Linked DNA regions of Zea mays: region 1 is linked to region 2. Evidence: chromatin contacts called from public Hi-C data. All regions are on one chromosome and are shown on one strand. The core of a region is the stretch at or near the end of the contact, and the rest is flanking DNA. Distances in the headings are between cores, read along the strand shown. Region 1 holds the start of LOC542118 (CRS2-associated factor 1). Region 2 holds the start of LOC103632291 (phosphomannomutase/phosphoglucomutase).

Region 1 (7,505 bases), core at 3,976-6,475, 400 kb before region 2:
TCCTGTGCGCGGCGCCTGTCACAGGCGCGACGCTGCCTGGCGTACGAGCGCTCGTACATGACAGTAGCACTATGTGCTTCACTTGAAGCATCAACAGATTCTAAGTAGTAAGTCCCCTCAGGACTGTTCACAAGAAAGTTGATCAACTGATGTCCCCTCCTGTCAGTCCATCCATATGACATAAGTGTGCAACCATAAGTCTTCCAAGCTAACTCATGATGAGCTCTCAAGTTAGTCACATTTTTGACACATTCAGCAAGTAAAGGCTCTTTAACCTCATGAATACTAGGAGGAACATATCTAGTACCATATTGAGCAGTGGCCTCACAAGTAATGTGAAACTGTCTAGAATTAATGGCGTTAAAAGGTACACCACACTCATAGAACCACATAGCCCATTGCTTGTTGACATAATCTCTGTCAGCCTTAGACTTAGTGCATGCTTCCATGGTGGTTTGGTGGTGTGACCCTGAGGGGAGCCTCTCATCCATAACTTGTTCAGGAGTTCTTCGAAACATAGTTGCAATTTCCCCTTTTTCTTTTTCCTTGTTTGATGTTTGTGGCTGTGCAGCTATTCTAAACTGAAATGCAGCTCTCTTCCTTTTGGCAGCTATCCCCGAGCTAAGTTGTTGCTTAGATGTGGTGGAATCCTCTTCGTCTTGCTGCCCCTGACCATCATGATCATCATCATCAAGGAAAATAGGCCTAGACCTCTTGTTCTTGTCCAAATATGCCTTCATTTCTTTTCTAATCTCAGTTGTAGTCTTAAAACATATTAATGTGTCTGCATAACCACCGGCAAGATGTTCTTTTAACCTCCTGATTCATCCCGTTGTCAGTCTTGCAAAGGTTGCATGTGAGCTTATCTCGATTCCCAATCTCTGTCCAATATCCATGGTTCCATCCAGGATCATTAGACTCTGCTCTGCGCTTTGGATCTGCCATAGGGTCAGAGGCCGGAGCAGAGCCTGCGCTCTCCATCACTGACCTACAAAGGTAATTGGAACAACTGAACAGTTGAACTGAAATACTGAATAGAGAGGCACAGCAGAGAGCAGATCAGCCGAGTGGGAGGGGGAGCTCACCACAAAGGGGGAGGGGGAGCTCACCGCCGAGGGGGAGGGGAACTCGCCACGGAAGGGGTAGGGGGTGGAGCCTCACTAGGAAGCAAGGGAAGGGGGCCGCCGCCGCCGGTGAATTGAGAGCCGTCGCTGCTGTCGCCTGGACCTGAAGCCCTAACTGCACCCTTCTCTGGTACGTGGACAGCGAACAAAAGGGTTTGGGGATAGAAAATCTACAATCCGGTCCAAGGCGTCTATGGGGCGACACCTTGTCTTCCTATGAGGCGCTAGGGCGACGCCTTAGCCAAGAAAGTAAGGCGACCAGGATGCCTTGGGCCTGAGCCTCGCCTTAGCGCTTAGGCGATGCTAAGGCGACGCCTTGATAACTTTGGCGGAAGGAAGACGAAGCCACTCAAACTCCCATAGGCGTTGAAAGTCACGACAACGAAGGCCACCAACTAGGTGACCCATGCGTCAATCCTGAACATAACAAAAGTTAAGATCAAGAATAACATATGACAGTCATGATCAGGAATTTGGCCACCAAACATGAGCTACATGTTTAGATCAAGAACAAATGAAACATCAGAAACATGAAAAGAGTCGGACAGAAGGGTACCCTGGCCAACAACAGAAAGGGGAGATCCGTCAACAGTATGGATAGTGAGAGAACAAGATGAAGGTCAACAAAAAAATAGGTGCAATAAGGAGTCATATAATATGAAGCACCAGAGTCTAGAATCCATGGACAAGTACTTGAAGTGGAAGGGGGAGGTGGCCCCTCAGTGGAAGATGGAGAACCAGCAACAGAACCTATAGGTGCAAAGAACCGAGTTACAGAACCAATAGCTTTTGTAGGTGTAATTGCAAGGGTGATGAAGCAGCATAAGCAATTGGGCCCTCGTAGTCGTAGCCAAACTCTCATGAGATCCTCCAATACTAGCACCACTAGTACCCTGTGAAAAATAACGAGCCTGAGCCTTCTTCATGAAAAGTAGGCTTCCATATGCTCGTCACGATCACAGTAAGCACAATGAAGACCACCACGCCCCCTCCCATATGCAAAAGAAGGTGCAACTGAAGACAACGATAAAGACGAAGAATGAACAACCAAGATCGAAGACTACAACAGGCCAGCAGCACGTAGACGAGTCTCCTCATTACGGACACTAGCAAGAACATCCATCAAAGAGACGCAGGGATGACAAGCAAGCAGCTAAGCACGAAGGGACTCAAACTCGTCATGAAGCTAGGTCAAGAAGTCATAGGTAGGAGGAAGCTCAAGTGCAGCATTCTGACCCTGGCAAGACACAAGTATCTACTAACAGCTAGGGACCAATAGTATCAAGTTGAGGCCAAATAGCAGATATCTGAGCGAGGAACTCATCAACTGTAGAATCTCCCTGTCATAAGAATTGCTCCTAACGAATAACAGCAAGATAGGTAGATTGGCCAGTAGGCTTATATCAGTCATGCAGAAAAGGCTGCATCTGGTGTGCAAACTCAAACTCAGCAATATCAGCAACAAGACGGTCCTCCATACTAGAGGCAAGAATAGCACCAGCATGAGCATCATCATCCAACCAAGTCCTATAAGCACTAAACAGAGAGTCATAAGACGGTATCTGGTCACCATTCTACAAGCAACTCCTCATCAGTAGCCTTCTCTAGAATCACAGGCAATGTAATAGTAGGACGAGCAGGATACGACAGATCACCAGTGAGGAACTCCCAAAGACGCAAAACACACATGTGCAGACGCATGAGTGGAACACAGTCACAGTAATCGATGTCATTAAAAAGCACCGGACATCGTAGAACTAGAACACCCCCAGACGAAGAGGTCAAAGACGAAACCATAGCAGCAGTCGACGGCGAGGGTACAGAGTAGAGCAACGATGGGCGACGGCAAGAGCACAAAAGAAACGCAGCATAAGCTGCAATGTTTTTCCGAAACCTAACAAAAACAGTTAGAACCGAATCTATAAACCTGGATCCAAGCAAAACCGGATATAGGAGGTTGCAGCCGCGAGCGGAACACAACAGCACATGGGCAGCAGATGCGAGCGAAACTCAGCCTCAAGCGAAAGCAAAGCATTAGGCATACTTGTGAGAGAGTCCTCTGGGCTATCGTCGATGTAGAGGCACGCGGACAGGTGGATGGCTCCCAATTGGCGACCGATTCGACTAGCGTCATCTCCCTTGCACGGCTTCCGAGGACCTCTTGTGTGGTTTTTGACCAAAGTTTCAATAAAAGGTGGAGATCCAGCTCAAGAAAGAAAAGCAAATCATAACATGTGCAAATGCAACACATGGGAAAGAAAAAACATATAGAAGGAAAGAGGAATCCTAACCCTAAAAATTGGCACTGATACCATGGTATGGATTGAACTATATTCAATATAAGGGCACTAGGCCTGAATATATACACCGGTATATGATAAAGACCGTGTGCAATAAGAGCATCTCCAATAGCTCCTTAAAAATCTGATCCCTTCCTTATTTTAGGGAAAAAGAGAAAAAAACCAGGTCCAACAGTGACTTATCTAGCGTCCTTATTTTTCCGCGTGCGAATACGCTCCCTCTCGCAGTGCAAATCTTCGCCTCGAGCTGAACTCCCAATACAACGCACGCGACGCGTGCGAAGGCAGAGCAGCTGCATGCATGCGGCTACAGGGGTGGTCTGACGCGAGCCGAGGCAGAGCAGGGAGAGAGCTGCATGCACGCAGGCGCCTAACACAATGTGACGCGACAGGACGTCGACGCTCGCGTTGGAATTGTGGAAAAAACTAACTCATTAGGGTTTTAGAGAAATATTGAGAGTTGTTGTAGTAGTAGCATTTTATTTCAGATTTGAAGTTTTAGGGAGGCCTCAATTCTTATGTATTGGGAGAAATATTTTTGAGAGTTGTTGGAGATGCTCTAAGAACCTTATACATGAGACCGAATACAACAAGGACACATGCATAGGCATCTAACAGCTAACACCTGTCCAAGGGACCAATTCACATTGGCATCTTGCAACCAAAAGGCCTAGCATATAACATCTAGCTAACTAGGATCACAACTGTTGACCAAGACCAAGTAAACAGCGAGATGAGCTTCCTATGTAACCATCTGATGGGATTACATTTGATTTGTGTATTGATATTATTATTCCTACAGCTGGACTAACACAAACAACTGAACCAAAAGGGAGGAGAAAGGAGCTAACTACCTCTAGCTGATGGCAGATATTATCCATATCTATTGTACAGACACCTTTGCACTTTATCTTGCAAACTCTTTTCCTCTTCCAATGTGAATGAATGTTCTCCAACATATTGTGTGTCAAACCATCCCTGCCTGCAGAAGTCAAAAGAAGCCTATAAATGACAGCAGGCAGAACTCCAAGTGCGACCAATTAAAGATTCATAACCCGCAGCAGGCCAACATGTACCAACAATCCACATCCTAATCCGGCAACACAGTTGAATCCGCAGCAAGAGAGGGAACCCACCCATATTGAGTTGCCGTTTGGATTTGAGGCTCCCTTTCACGAGTTCGGAGACCTCTTCCTTGGTTAGGGGCTCCCCGAGTATGTCCTCCCTGGACACCGATTGGTATCTCGGCTCCATACCGGCGAGGAACGGACCCGGTGACTGCACGGGCTTCACCCCCTTCTTCCCCGGTGCTGGCAGCACGAACGAGTCAAACTCCGGAAGCTCCTTGCGGCTCTTTGGCAGCGGCTTCCTTCCCGTCCAGGGGCGTGGCGTGGCCTCGGGCCCGAACGGCATGAACGGGGCCTCACGGAGCGCTACGGGGCGTGCGCGTGGGGCCTCAGTGTAGCTATACTGAAACTCAAATGGCGCGCCATCGAGGCGGTAAGAGATGCCGCGATCGGTGACGCGGACTCCGGCGGCGGGCTCATCGGTGTCCGCGATGGGAATCTTCTTGGCACGACCCCGCGCGGCTGCAGAAAAGGCAGGATGCGAAGTGGCGGCGCGTCGGTGCCGCTTGGGGCCGGTGGGAGGTTGCTCGTGATGAGAGAGGCAGAGGCGGACGGAGGCGGGAAGCCGTGGATAGGATTGCTGAGCCGGGGACAGGAAGGAGCGAGAGGGCAAGCGGGCAGTCGCCATGGATGTTTGCTGTGCAAGGGGACGGCGTACGGCTTATCTGCTTCAGTTTCGCCGTAAGGATAAGGCGGGTTATATTTTTTTCAATTTAAGTGCTAGTTGGGAACCTCAATCTCACAAGAGATTTCTATTTTTCTATGAAAAAATGAACTAATTTCTCTTAAAGGTTAGTTTGGAACCATATTATTCCAAGGAATTTTCATTTTCCTAAGGAAATTTAGTTCATTTTCCCAAGGGAAAATAAGAATCCCTTGGGAAAATTGAGCTCCCAAACTAGCCCTGAGAAAATAGAAATCCCATAGGAAATTGGGGTTCCCAAACTAGCCCTAAAATGGTAGACACGACGTGAGTGGAAAACGTGTAATATAGTAGGGACTAACCCATATAGGATAAATTTAGAGCAGCTCCAAAAGGATGTTACAAATTTTACCCCAAAAACTGATTATTAAGAGTAGGCTAAAAAGTTTTAAGAGTGAATTATGATGGGTACTCCAACAATTCCTTTAAATGTGACATGTGGCGCAATCTGTACAGTCGTCGGGAGGCTGTGGATGATCTGATACGTTGAGGAATAGATTGGGAGGGATGGAACACACCAAAATATGAGGGAGATGAGGCTGTGGATGCGGGACGCTAATTTTTTAGGGAAAATGAGGGAGCTGTTGGAGTAAGAAAAACCACTATTCTTGACTAATATCTGTTTTGGGGTTAGTTTACACGTTTTTTGGAGTTGCTCTTAATATCAAAAGCGAATATATGATTCACATATTAGTTATTAAACTGATAAAAACAAATAGTACACTTTATCTTAACTAAAAGGCTGAGAAAGTGATGAGTTGCATGTGGCTTCCTGTCATGTTAGGATTCGTGGTTGTTGATTGTGATAGGCAGCGCACCATAATGGGATGTGATGGCCCTTCTTATATAGATGATCACCGTGTACAAGGATGGTAACATCAGGATATAATTGAGGAGAGATTAAAGGAGACGTAGCTCCTAGGATGGAAAGGATTCTATCCTAACCATATATACGAGATACATGCTATACATCTAACACCCCCCTCAATCTGGATATAGAGTGACAATCAGATTGCGTCGAAAAAAGTTGAAAGATGTCATCGGAAGTGGCTTGGTCATGATGTTGGCAATTTGATCCTTCGTGGAGATGACCCAAACGTCAAGTTGGCGCGTAGACACACGCTCACGAACAAAATGATAATCCACTTCAACATGCTTGGATCGTCGATGAAAAATTGGATTGGCGGACAAATAAGTAGCCCCAATATTGTCACACCAGAGTGTAGGAGGTCGTGATAGGGTGATACCAATTTCGCGAAGAAGCACTAGAAGCCAAATGAGTTCAGCTGTGGCATCAGCAATCGCCTTATACTCTGCTTCCGTGCTTGAGCGAGAAACAGTTTGTTGTTTTCTTGAGCTCCACGAAATCAAATTGCCGCCAAAAAAGATTGCAAAACCCCCGGTGCTTCGCCGATCATCGGAATCGCCCGCCTAGTCAGCATCTGAGAAAGCGCTGAGTAGCGAGGAGCCAGACTTAGTGAAGTAAAGCCCCTGATCAATAGTGTCATGAAGATATCTAAGTATACTCTTGACCGCAGAACAGTGCTCAGTTGTTGGAGCAGAGAGAAATTGACACACACGATTAACACAGAAATAAATGTCTGGTCGTGTTAACGCAAGGTACTGCAAGGAGCCAACCACACTGCGGTATCGGGTGGCATCTTCTGATGATAATGGGGTGCCCCCATGTAATGACAGCTTGTCCTTCGGAAGCATGGGAGTAGGAACTCCTTTTGAATTCAGCATGTTCGTCCTAGTTAACAGATCCTGTATATACTTGCGTTGTATCAAGAAGACTCCCTGTAGAGTGTGTCGTACCTCAATACCAAGGAAGTAGTGTAGGGAACCAAGATCTTTGACAGCAAAGCCATCTCGGAGCTGATGAAGAAGGCGAGTAACAGCAGCATCTGAGGAGCTAACAATGATAATATCATCCACATAGATAAGCATATATATATACGAATGTCTTGCTTCTTGAGAATAAATAAGGAGACATCGACCTTTGATGGGGAAAACCAAGGTTTATCAACTTGTCACTTGATCGAGAAAACCATGCTCGAGGAGCTTGTTTGAGACCATATAGCGACTTATCCAATTTACACAAGTAATTGGGATATTTTGAGTCCACAAAACCTGGAGGTTGATGCATATAAACATCTTCATGAAGATAACCATGCAAGAAAGCATTTTGAATATCAATCTGATGAATAACCCATCCATAGGTCACTTCAAGAGACAACAATAGACGAAT
Region 2 (7,327 bases), core at 2,900-5,399:
TACTTAGTAATTGCTAATAATATTTTGACCAACTTTAAAAGCAATGCTCAGCTTCAACCATCCTCTTTGGTAAGCCTTACACTTCACATGAGCTCCCACCTTTGGCGAGTTCATGTACATTATTCCCCACAACTTGTTGAGCTATGAACGTATGTGAGCTCACTCTTGTTGTTTCACACCCCCCACAGGTCAAGAATAGGTACCACAGGATGAGGCGCATGGAGGATGCTGTGATGAGATCGTGAGTGGTCTAGGTCGTCGTCTCCCAGTCAACTTTGGGTTGCCGGACCGTTGTCTCCTTATAATGTAATTATTTATTTATTTTGTACAAGAATTTCTGTTATGTAGTAAAGATGTGACATTCGATCCTGTGCCATGATTCATCATATGTGTGAGACTTGGTCCCAGCACACCTGGTGATTATGTTCACGCCCGGGTCTTGGTGCCCCGAAACCCGGGTGTGACAGGTGCGCCCTTCGACAGCAGCCTTCCCCAATGGCCACTTTGGTGGTTGGGGCTATAAATACCCCCAACCACCAACACTTCAAGGCATCAAAGTTTTTTAGCCAACACATTCAATACAAGAGCTAGTGCATTCAATACAAGACAAATAGTGTGAATCAAAATCTCTCCAAGTCCCAATTCCACTCAAAGCAATAGTGACTAGAAGAGAGAGTTTTGCCGTGTTCTTTTGAGCTCTTGCGCTTGGATCGCTTTTCTTCTTCCCATTTCTTGTTTCCAAGATCATTGTAATCAAAGCAAGAGACACCAAGTTGTGGTGGTCCTTGTAGTGGACTAAGTGTCCCGTTTGATTGAAGAGAAAAGCTCACTCGGTCTAAGTGACCGTTTGAGAGAGGGAAAGGGTTGAAAGAGAACCTGTCTTTGTGACCACCTCAACGGGGAGTATGTTTGCAAAAACCGAACCTCGGTAAAACAAACCACCGTGTCATCCGCTCTTATTCGTTTGTGATTTGTTTTCGTCCTCTCTTTCGGACTCGATTATATTTCTAACGCTAACCCCGGCTTGTAGTTGTGCTTAAACTTTATAAATTTCAGATTTGCCTATTCACCCCCCCTCTAGGCGACTTTCAATATCATACACAGATGCTTTTAATTGAATATAAATTGTACACATGTATATATGTTTTTTTGTAAAATAAAAAATATAATCGTGTAGGGCCGGTCCAGTACTACGAGCCGAGACTACAGCCCAAGCACGACACGACGCTCGTGCTGGCCTGGCCCAGGCACTATTAAATGGGTCCTGCCTTGGGTTGGCCCATCAGACACAGCCCATTTGGCCATCTATACCTCCGCACGATAATGATGGTCCTCGCCTCAGTTGCCGCTACCTCGTTCACCATCCTGCATGCCTCCGCCTCTGTGCCACCCCATTCTCGGCAGAGGGCGTAGAAGCAGGAACATCCTCCCCGTATTCGTCCAACACTAGCCCGAAACTAACCCGCGCAGTGGCTATTGCACGTCCACGAGGATGTTTCACAGTATACGCGCACCATCGTTTTCGCCGTCGTCGGACGTCCCGTTCGTCTTCCCGACCTTCACCCTGTTCTTCCTCTCCAACCTACTGCCCCCACACACGGTCGCAGCCGTGAGCCGACCGATGCTCTTCGACGCGGGTACAGGGTGAGTCGGTCTTGCTCCTGGCCTTTCTTTATGCGTACCTCCGAGGAGGACACGGTGACGCCTGCGATGCTTAGGTTATATTATCGATGGGGAGTCCAGGTCTGAGATATTGGACAACCAAGGCACGTGGCATGACAGTAGTCGGCATATGCTATGGAGTTGGTGGTGGTGTGTGTCGCCTCGGCGGGTCCAGGGCTGGAAAGGCATTCACATTCTCTTGGCCTTCTCGGACCGACGCCTGGTTCGGGTGTCTCCCAGTTTGGAGCTGCTCCAGCTGGGCTTCTTTCTCCACTTGTGTGCTCTCTCCCTAAATGTATCTAGCGGTATACTACCTATGTCGCCTCTAAATGTCCAGGTCTTCGTCGTGTCCTTCTCCGGCAACGAACAGGCATGCCCGCCTCTTCCCTTGCCTTCCTGCTCTACGAAACCTTGTAAGTGGGGAGATGAGGGATGGGGGTCACTGATTTGCTGCCTATGGTACCCGTTCGATGGCTCGGCATCGCCTGTCTACATGGCATTTTCGTTACCACGGTATCGACTCGGTATGCTTCTACCGTTTCTATGTACCTGTCACTCATCCTTCTGTCGTTGCAAAAATTATTGTGTTGTTCCTCTATTGTTTTCGGTGTTAGTTTTTTTGTTGTGCTAAGGATTGAACATAATTTGGGTGTGTTAATACTTTATTTATTGTCTGCACATGATTTGTGTTCTTCTGATGATGGCTCATGGATCTTGCAAAAATATGTGTTAGGATTTATAGATCCATGCGGGCACTACCATAGGATGCTCGTCCCTTGTGTTCTTGGCTCTTGCATGCATTAGGTCGTTTTGAGACCATATTGGCGCAATAGACTCCATGGTGTTTGAGGTTGCTGAATTGGATGGAGTAGCAATGATTTGTCACACTAATAGTAAAAGGAAAGATTATTTGTTGGTTTTAAACGTTAGTAATTGCTACGAAGTCAAATAATTTGTATGGTGCACATCCAGTTTTTATTGATGCTGACTTTAGCAACCACCCCATATTTTGATCTATCTTTTTTATAAGTTTGAGTTCATGTGACTTATTTTAGAAACTTGAGCTCACAAAATTCCTCTTATTTGGTCTCTATATGGTGGAATTATGTCATTTTATAATTTTGGTTTTTTCAGTTAGTCGTTGTGAACTTTCTTCTAATCGCTCCCTTCATTGGTCGTATTGTAATAAGACATATTGGATGGAGTAAACAACATCATTTAGTAAGATAAAAGATATTATGCGGAGAGCGGAGACAATCAATAAAAAAAACTTGAGATCTTTTTGGTGGATGGTTTACGTGGGTATTGTTGTGAGCCGTCGCAACGCAAGGGCAACGAACTAGTAGTCCTTACTTTAATTCTTCCGTCTAGCAGAAAAGAACTAAACGGAGTTGAAACACATGGACTAAAGTTTAGTCCATATAACCAAACAGAGCCTTAGAGGGTGTTTGGTTTCTAATGACTAATTTTTAATCTCTTTCATTTTATTCTATTTTAGTCACTAAAATAAAAAATACAGAAATTATAATATAGTTTTTAGTTTCTATATTTAACAGTTTAGGGACTAAAATAAAATAAAATAAAATAAAATAGAGAGACTAAAAATTAATCCATATAAACCAAACACCCCTTAGCCATAAAAATTAGTAACCAAACAAGCCAGGAGTGAAAATAGGTCGGTTATACTCGTCGGGTACCAGATACGGATTAGTGCAAATGCCCGTTTTTTCGATACGGATTCAGACATTTTTATATTCGAGACGGATACAGGTAATACCCGGATACTGTAGCTTCGAATTCGGGTCAGATACAGAGCGATTACTACCCGGTAAATACATGGATATTCGGGTCGGATACGGATACCCGGAATTCGGGTACCCGTTTTTTCTTTTTCTGCATAATATAATTATAAAATCATAACTTTTACATATGAAACCGGATGAATATAAAATTTATATGAAAATTGTAGATCTAGATGATATCTATAACTTTGTAGTATATCATTTTTTGTTTAAACACATCTTTAGATCGACGCTACAATATTTTATGGATTTTATTGTATTTTGATGGTTTCTTCGACAAGAAATTAATAATACATAAATATCCTAAAAATGTGAAATTTTACGGAGGCACAACATATATCCATATATAACCATAAAAAATGTTTAGATCATAAGATCTATAAGATGTCCACGTTTCTTTCATTTCACTTTCACTTATTTGTATGAGTTACATGTGAAATCATTGTAAGCATCAAGCTTCAATGTAATCAATACTTTACTTTCATATGCGGACTTGACTTTTTTCGTATGAAATGTTTATTAGTTTTTGTAACTTATTCGTAATTTTTGAGTGAAACTAGAATATTTTATGAATTTTTAACTTATTTGTAACTTGTTCGTTTGTGCCGGATCGATGGGTCGGAACGATTTCTAACCGGATTATTTCTCTAATTTATATAAACTTTTATTAGCCATAATGATTCCGGGTGCAATCGGACACAAACTAACCAGACCTAAACCTAAGTTGCTTGGCGGAGGAATCGCGATTTCACCTATTTTTTTTTACTGTAACATCCTGCCGTCGGAGTCACTATCATCGGCTCCACCTCCTCCGAGGGAAGTACAGATCCCTTCACCGCTGCTCGAATAGATCGTCTGCAGTCGCGTGACTCGACTTTACCCCGCTGCTCCGCTTCCCTCTCTCGTGCTCGCCGCCCCACAGCTCGAAGACGACGAGGTGGCCTCAGCACACGCGCGCGCAACCATGGCAGGTGAGTTCACCGCCACTTCCTCCACCGCCTCCCACTTATTTAATCCGTGCTGCGACGCTGTTGACCTCTTTCGATTTGTCCGGCCGAATCGAATAGTAGGCGAACCGGAACCCATGGATCTAATCTATTCCTATAAGCCTCGGAAGGTTCGGGAGGGTACGAGCATGGGCTTCAGATACCACCGCTACTGAACAATGGGGGGCATACATATGGATGTTCCTGACCAGGGACGGAAGCAGGAAAAAATTTATGAGTGGCTGAACTAAAATGTTACAACGACATAATCTTACTAAACCGCCCACAATAGAAAAATATAATAGTTTAAAGTAGTCTTATATCGAAACATCGATGAACAATGAAAATCATAAAATACATAATGAGAAAAATAGGATTTAATTTTAGGGGATACTTTAGGGAGGCTAATGGGATCGGGAGCGGTAGGGGCTCGAGCCCCACCACTGCATCCGTCCCTGTTCCTGACCTAAGATGTTTGGGAAATTAGGGTAAGTGTTCGAAAGTGAAACTAAAATGTTCTTTTGGTATGATTAGAAGATACCTCACGTGTTGCTGCTGGACTTTCTTAAAAACAGAAATAGAGAATTGTTGCATATATGAATGAAATCTACATCTTACATCTTACATCCATGATCCATTATTATCAAAATTGAGCAAGGCATCGAACGAAAGAATCTGAAAAATAATAATAGAATTAGATCGAAATATAAGAGGATGGAACAACAAAACAAATAGCAATAGATGGGTCCCTTCTATATTTATTATATATTGAAAGGAGTAATTGTGGTTTGTAGAGATGACATGGATACCTTCTATTAAGAGGTCAAAAGTTAGTGGGATGACATAGCTATCAGTAAGAGATGATGTGGATAACTAGTGAGCGATGATGTGGATGGATTATGTTAAGATAGAACTAGTAGTGGGGGTTAGCTTTATAAAATAGATTTGACTAGCAGGAAAAAAACCCTTAGGGGGAATTTATTCATCATTTTTAGGCAATAATATTTATTTGCATATGTTTTAAACATCGCTCTAAAAATTGTAGTATTTAGCCTGAAACTTAAATTTAGTTTGGCTCCCAAACTCTTTCTTAGCATGTTCCTATGTACTCAACAACTTAAATTAGACGAGAACAAAAAAAAGTTTCTGAACTAGGCCGCATTCAGCCTGACCTAGTAACACATGCGTTCTACTTCTACCCTGACCTTAGGTCCGAAAACTTTGGCCGTGGGTGTGAATTTGCTGTGACATGTGGCTTGCAACCGTCGTCATATTTGTTATGGGCTCTTTGAATTAATCTTGACCTTTAGATGATCATAACATCTAATAGTGTTGGTTGAGTCATGGCTAGCCTTGTGAGAGGTGTAGTAATTGTTTGGACCCACCTTTCATTGGGTGGAAGGAATGGCTTATGGAAGAATAAATAATTTCTTTTAATATTGTGTAGGGAGTAGAGATTTGAATACCATGCCTGCGGCCTGCCTGTTCCACCCATAAAATAAATGCTTAAAGGAGAAGTCCAAATAGGCAAATCCTAGCTACAGAAAACTCAACTATATCATGTTCCGAAATTCCTTGTGTTTTCTTTGGTTATAGTGAAGGATAGGATGATATCCACTCCACCCTGTGCCCTTCAAAAGGGGAAAGAGAAGAATGAGGCTGGAGACCTTTTGTTGTCAGTCATTGAGAACAAGGAACATAAACATTGGTGTGCATTCATTATGTTGAGAGAAAATATTCTTTCATCCAATATTTGTATCAACATGTCAAAGAAAAGATTAAGCTAGCAGTTCATTAAGATACATTCAGGCTCTGAATTATTGATAAGTGTACTTAATGCGACTGAAGGTTTAACATATATGAATATGTTATGTTGCTTCTTGTTAACTGTTTGTTTCTGTGGACTGGGTACATGATCCTTGCTTCTGCCAATTAGTTATGCTGGTCTGTTTGACCTAACACCCAAGTTTACTGGTTGTGTTTGAAATTAAAAGGGGAGAAAGTTTGCAACAACCTCTTGAACATCCTTCATTGTTTGTAGTTTTGTTTAAATAAATTACTTCAGAATGACACCTCATTAGAAGACTAGTAACTGTTGATTTGCGATGCTCATTTCTAGCTATATGAGGTGGCTGGGAGCAACATTATCTATAATGTCACATTGTCACTAACTGCCAGAGCATTGTGGGACAAGGGGATCAAAATGAACCTGCTTCACTAAGAGGTGGATGTTTTTGAGCAGAAAATACAGCAGGAGGCCTCCCCGCTGTAAATAAGAGGTGGATGTAGAGAAAGCACAGAATATTTATGCTGGTGCATGTATGGTCCCAACTTGGTTTTGTCCCACATGAGGTCCCTTTTCTTTTTTGAACTTTTGATTAATTAGTCGATTTGTAAATTGAAATCAACACTTCAGCCTTCGTGTGGTGTTGGTTCTATAGGTTGTCAGTATATCTGCCTCTGCCCAAAGATGCTCATAATCATGATGCATATTCAAGTGAACCATTCCATCCTGGTTAAACCACACCCCATGAATCAAAAGCATGTTAGCTCACTTGTGCCTAACTATCCAAGTTCTTGTGCCCAAGTTGAGAAAAAAGATTTTTGAAAGAAAGGAACAGATTTTAGCGATTTGCATTTAGCTGATGAAAATTTATGCATTCATCCATGGTATTTGAGAACAAATGAAAACAAACTAATTATCTTGTACAATATCTTAAATTGACATTAGAGGGAGGTCTGATAGATTTGGCAATTTGTGCAGCATTATCAGCGAAGACCATACAAAATGCATTCTTGGCACAACACACACGGAATAGGCATGGTGCAAGATATCCCAGTGATTTTTGTTCTCTCAATACCCGCAGCATGCATTCC

Evidence for each region. A called contact is a pair of places that touch in the nucleus more often than the background predicts.
Region 1: a Hi-C map of ear shows a contact between it and region 2, with 1.8 times the contacts expected there. The contact joins the promoter of LOC542118 here to the promoter of LOC103632291 in region 2. A contact is called at or near these places in 2 of 25 Hi-C or Micro-C datasets (ear and endosperm).

What each region holds. Positions count from the first base shown.
Region 1 is chr7:43,402,312-43,409,816 of Zm-B73-REFERENCE-NAM-5.0, reverse strand. It overlaps LOC542118 (CRS2-associated factor 1), which reads right to left and starts at 5,225. Exons shown (of 5, transcript NM_001111750.2): 1 at 4,561-5,225; 2 at 4,279-4,406. The coding sequence starts at 5,179. It also overlaps the pseudogene LOC111589875.
Region 2 is chr7:42,999,609-43,006,935 of Zm-B73-REFERENCE-NAM-5.0, reverse strand. It overlaps LOC103632291 (phosphomannomutase/phosphoglucomutase), which reads left to right and starts at 4,149. Exons shown (of 17, transcript XM_008654105.4): 1 at 4,149-4,435. The coding sequence starts at 4,429.